Regions from separate parts of the Hordeum vulgare genome. Here region 2 is linked to region 1. Evidence: chromatin contacts called from public Hi-C data. All regions are on one chromosome and are shown on one strand. Each heading gives the region's core, a stretch centred on a gene start, on an enhancer-like site or on the middle of the called end of the contact. The rest is flanking DNA. Distances are from core to core; before and after follow the strand shown.

Region 1 (2,790 bases), core at 104-2,603:
TCAAAGTCAAATTAATGGACACCACGCCTTTGGAAGGTGGCACGATGTTGACCTGCAAGTTGCCAAAGATGTGGTGGCGTTTTTTTCGTCAGCATACGTGACAGTTTCTATGCCAACATAGCAATTGACGTATTTTCTTTCTTATTGATTTTTCCTTACACTTCCACCTACCATTACACGTAGGGTAGATAAACAAAATCGAAAATATCCCAGGGGCCAGGGCCCCAACCGGGAGGCAGGAATTTTATGCTGAAAGGGTCAATTGTCACAACATCCGAAATATCCGAGCAAAAATAATCGTGTATTCGAAACGCGCGCGGCCAGAAACTAGTTTTTGTGGCGAGCAATATGTTTCCTCGACGGATAAATCTCCGTCGCAATCACGAGCCGCAGAACTAGGCCAGTGAGATACAAGCGATAAACAGAGGAAACTGGGTTGGTGGCTAGGTCCATCACCTAATGGAATGGACTGCCAAGGTTACATTATTGCATGCTTTAGTCTTCGGAAAGCAACACGCCCTTGTACTAAGGACAGGAAATTGTCGGATTATAGTAGATATCACAGGATGTGTCCCATATGAAAATTACCGAAAGCCATGGTGCTTATTAGCTACTCCTCTGTCTCATAATATATACTGCCGTGTGAGGTTGTGTGATGATAAGATGATATGATTGTGACTACTGACTAGTGGAGCCCACCTTATCATCTAGCCATTCAGGCGGGCACTAAAAGTCACCCACAACATGCGAGAGGCATGGCAGGTGTATGTATGCCGGTAACGTTTTGGACACTGTACCGTAGCACCTGGACCATGGCTACCAGCTAACCTCACCATCACGAAGCTTCATCACTAACTAAAGAACAAAAGCAGAGCGCTTCTAAGGCAGAGCGGAACAAACGATCTACGTATACAATCAACCGTCCGTTTCGTTCCCTTCCATAAAAGATCTATGCATGCACGGAGATCAATCGGTCTCGAATCCATGGATCCTGCAGGTGTTCAAGGAAGAGAAGAGTCGATTAAGCCACAAAGACGCAGCAGGTATTATACCTTGGGAGGAGGAGGGACTCTTTGACGTGGGAGTAGGCGAGGTTGCCCAGCGATCCCAGCTCCACGGACACGGCCGGGTCGGCGCCGGCGAGGAAGCGTTTCACCAGCTCCGACGCCCGCGTCTTGGGCGACGGCGTCCGGCTGCCGGCCGCCACCAGCTCCGCCGGCACCTCCACCACCTCGCCGCTGAACACCGCCAACATCCTGGCTCAAACAAACAAACTACACCTAAGCTAGGTAGAAATTGCAGGCAGCTTGTGGCCTTCCACACTCCTTGGATGATACTAGTTGGACGGGTGAAATGGAGGAGGGGGAGAGGCGCTGGTTATATAGGCCCGGGAGAGTGGCAGAACCCAGGCGCAGGGCCCCTGGTTTGCTTAACCACCTGGGGCCCACACAGCGCAAGTATCTTTCCTTGGGTTTAATTTAGTTTACGGCAAACCTCGGTCGGACTTCCTTTCTTTGGGTTAAGCCTATAATACGGATGCATCCGGTGCACGCACATGGACGTGTCATCATGCGTTGGTCGATGCCCTCGTTCTGCCGGCACGTACTGCTGGATTGTGCCTGTGCTAATCGTGCCTTACCGTCTCACCTGCATGAGTTCGCGTATGAGGGTGCACATATTGGACACGAAGGCGCAAGGCAGATTTCCCTCAAGCAAAGTTGGAACTTTTTATTTGTTGCGGGTAGCAAAGTTGGAACTTTGATGCTGCCGTGGAGTGGAGAAATAGAAACGATGGGCTGCAAGTTTGTATATCATTTTTCTTTGGAGCAAAGGTGGGACGACGGTGGCTCTCGTGTGGACAACCCTGGGGCAGTCCAGGAAGAAGAAGAAAACGCGAGGGACCTCGTCCTGGCGAGCATTATCGGCGGGTTCGGCCAAAGCACTGAGAAGATTGTGGAATCCAGAGGGTGTGTGTCAGCGTGTGCGGTGCGGGGGAGGGCCGAGGGGCGTGACGAATGAAGCCGTGCGCAGGTGGGATGGCGACGGGTGATGGAGTGCTGCCTCCGTTGCTTCCGTCGCGTCGCGTGGCCGTGAGGTATCGTGAGCGTGACGCGCGTGGTTTTCGTTGGCATGCTGAAACGGGGCGCCAGGAATTAAGGGTGTGTTTGGTTTTCAGAACCAAGTGAAACGGTAAGGGTCGGTTCCGTTTCGAATTTCCATTCACGTGTTTGGATTGTTAGAGGAACCGAAACCATTTGATTTCATGAAACGACATATTCCCTGGATATGACGTTTCGTGCGGTCTCTCGAAATCGAGCGGACCACACGAAACCGACCGGCTCTTTCCTTTCCCCTTCTCTCCACGCCGCACCGCCTGCACGTGTGCCCCGTCGCTGCTCGCATGCGTCCTACGCCGTTGCTTGCCTGCGTGTGTCCTCCGCCGCTGCTCGCTTGTGTCGTCCGCCGCTGCTAGCCTAGCGTGTCCACCGTCGCTGCTCGCATGCGTCCTACGCCGTTGCTTGCCTACGTGTGTCCTTCGCCGCTGCTCGCTTGTGTCGTCCGCCACTGCTAGCCTAGCGTGTCCACCGCTGCTGCTCGCTTGCGTGTGCTCTGCCACTGCTCGCCTGCGTCCTTCGTCGTTGCTCGCCCGTGGGTGCTCCGCCACTGCTCGTCTGCGTGCGCCGCCGTCACTGCTCGTATGTGTTCACCGCCGCCGCTGCCGCCTGGTCTGTGTGCGTTGTCGCCGCCTCGTCTGCATCTCCTCCTCCCGTTCCCTCCTTCTCTTTCTCA
Region 2 (2,790 bases), core at 182-2,681, 400 kb after region 1:
AATGAGATAAAGCTTTTGTCCTCGTTTAAAAAAATGATTTTCTGTTAAAAAAAACAAAGGTAAGATGTCATAATCTTTGTTTTTCAAAATGGTATGCATATAGACAGGTTTTAGTATGTTTGTGTACTCATCTCAGTCAGTATGTAGTCCATTTTAAAATATCAATAAGATCTTGTATGGATGGACCGAGGGAGTATTTGATAGAAATTGAACCATGCTTCGAGAATCCGATCAAAGTTATGTTGGCTGAAATCTGGCCCCGACAACTCCGTCAGGCCGTCAGTCCAACAGACGGTTCTCTGCCATCGTGCTTCCATTTCTGTGAATCTGTGATAAAAGACCACAATCAGACACTCTTTAAGGTCCATACTTGATGTAAACCACAACCCAAATATAATGACGACTGTCATACACACTCCAGCTCCATATTGGTCAAGACATTGTCATATGCAGCCTGACGACGATCCACCACCACCCGCCAACCGGTGGACATTATCACCCACCTTGTTTCCCTGAAAACGACTGACATCGAACTCAGGCTCCTCCGATCCAATAGGCTTCCCATTCTCCCAGGAAATGCCGTGTCATGAAAACGCCTTGCACTCATTTGGTCGTCCCAATCGCGTTGGGTACACGTAATTGTGCGTATGTGGGCACAAGGGAAAAGCAGAATATGCATATAAACAATTCCTAATCTCATCTCTGCAGGGAATCGGGATGCAGTAGCCGGCGAGCAAGGCAATTGTGGACGTCAGAGGTATCAACACGTCGCATTCGATAGGTACTTTGAGGAGGAAAATTAGGAAACTGGATAGAATAGAATCAATCAGGTTACTGTTCATATCTGTGACGCCACAAACTGAACAATTTTCTGTAGAAATAAACACGTATATTTCGTTGGACAAACGGATTACAAATTATACAATTCCATTAGACAAATGGATTACCAAGAGTACACACGGTGACCACAATGAACATCATACATATACATATGTCCTACTCCCTTCGTCCCAAAATATAAAACATTTCTTGACACTATATTTCAGGACGAAGAGAGTACAATATTATACCAAAGATTGCAAGAAACAAAACTAGAAGAATATCATTTTGGAAGAATCTTGTGCCGCGTCATTCAGGCAGCCCATTGCAAGATACCAAACACAATAATAATAGTGATACCAACGCGGTCCTCGAAGCCCTTCTCTTCCTCCTCACCCCTCCGTAGTGTGGGCAGCGGCAGGGTGCTTTCTCCCTCCCGCGCGGCGAGAACGAAGTGGGGCGATCTGACCGGGCTGGGGTGCGACGCTATGCAAGGCGCAGCGGCGCCCCGGCGAGACAGTTAGCTATGGCGATGGTGCGAGGACGGCTGCATGAGGGTGGCGGCTGCGCGACTCATCTCGTGTCTGGTGTCGGGTCGTGTGGCGTGTCGGGTGTTGGCTACTGTGGAGAACTAGCACAAATCCGTTGTCTAATGGCACCTGACGGCGCGGGCTGCATACGACACAGACCGCTGGCTGGTGTTGTCCTTGGGACGGTGGTGGCCGGTGGTGAGGTGGTCGGGGTTGTGCTAGGGCCGTGGTGACGGCACAATGACGGTCCTCGAAGGTCCAGCGGTTGCGCGCGTCTCCTCGTGGAGGCACCGCGCGGTTCTAGTCACTTACTCGGTCGGGATGGTGCGTATGCCGGTGAAAATCACGTTGACCTTGGTCTTGACGGACGATGACCGTGTCTTTGATGTCACTTCCTTGTTGAGGCATCGTCATTGCAAGTAAGGTCATCTCCCTCAGGCTGCTCCGGGGGATACCCTAGATCTGGGTCTTTCTGGATTGAACGATAACGACATCTTCGATGTCCAGCTACATCCTGGGGGCATCGTTCTGGAGTAGGTGTTGACTGGAAGGGTCCAAAGGCGGAGCGGGGTTTCATCCTCCGCATCGATGACGGCGGATCTCGGCGACGTGGTGCAGTGGAGTCTCGGCATCTGATGTGGGTTGATGGAATCGCAGGAGGACGGTGTTGTCTGGCATCGTGGCGACGTCGACAGTAGGCATAACAAGGTGGTCATCTCTTCCGTCAGAGGTGGTCGGCGTGCGGCTGGGTGATCGGATCTCGAGATTCGTCATCTAGTCCCTGATACGTCTCCCTCGTATCTACTTTTCCGAACTCTTTTGCCCTTGTTTTGGACTCTAATTTGCATGATTTGAATGGAACTACCCCGGACTAACGTTGTTTTCAGCAGAATTGCCATGGTGTTGTTTTTGTGTAGAAATAAAAGTTCTCGGAATGTCCTGAAAATTTACGGAGATTTTTTGTGGAATAAAAGAAAAATACCTGCGCAAAGATCCATCGGGGGGGCGTGCCAGTGGGCCACAAGCCCACAGGCCGCGGCCACCCCCCTAGGTCGCGTCGTGAGGGCTTGTGGGGCCCACGTGGCACCACTGCCCCCAAACTCAGCTCTATTTATTCCGTCTCGCCCGAAAAAAAATCAGAGAGAAGGTTTCATCACGTTTTACGATACGGAGGCGCCGCCACCTCCTGTTCTTCATCTGGAGGGCAGATCTGGAGTCCGTTTTGGGCTCCGGAGAGGGGAAATCGTCGCCATCGTCATCATTGACGAGGAGGTTATCCATGATCACATCAGAGGAGTTGGCTGCTTTAGCTGCATTCACCATGTTGACTCGAGCTGATCTGGGGTTGAATTTGACAAGAGCGTTGCTTGGAGGTTTGCCTGGAGGAGGGGGCGGCAGACGGAGCTGAGAAGTACATTTGTTGGCATAGTGACCCTTCTGC

Evidence for each region. Hi-C and Micro-C count contacts between places; a contact is called where the count stands out from the background.
Region 2: a Hi-C map of seedling shows a contact between it and region 1, with 7 times the contacts expected there. The contact joins the enhancer-like site here to the promoter of LOC123453194 in region 1. A contact is called at or near these places in 2 of 6 Hi-C or Micro-C datasets (leaf and seedling) and 1 of 1 datasets of contacts at active chromatin or transcription factors (embryo).

The regions. Positions count from the first base shown.
Region 1 is chr5H:278,379,809-278,382,598 of MorexV3_pseudomolecules_assembly, forward strand. LOC123453194 (stem-specific protein TSJT1) reads right to left here and starts at 1,354. Exons shown (of 4, transcript XM_045129971.1): 1 at 1,053-1,354. The coding sequence starts at 1,255.
Region 2 is chr5H:278,776,515-278,779,304 of MorexV3_pseudomolecules_assembly, forward strand. No RefSeq gene overlaps it. Among protein-coding and RNA genes, the nearest start is that of LOC123397557, 220 kb to the right of the region's middle. Within about 2 kb of position 1,432, at least 3 of the 3 cell types and tissues checked have open chromatin away from gene starts, as enhancers often do. A contact at or near this core is called in leaf and seedling, where this site is marked.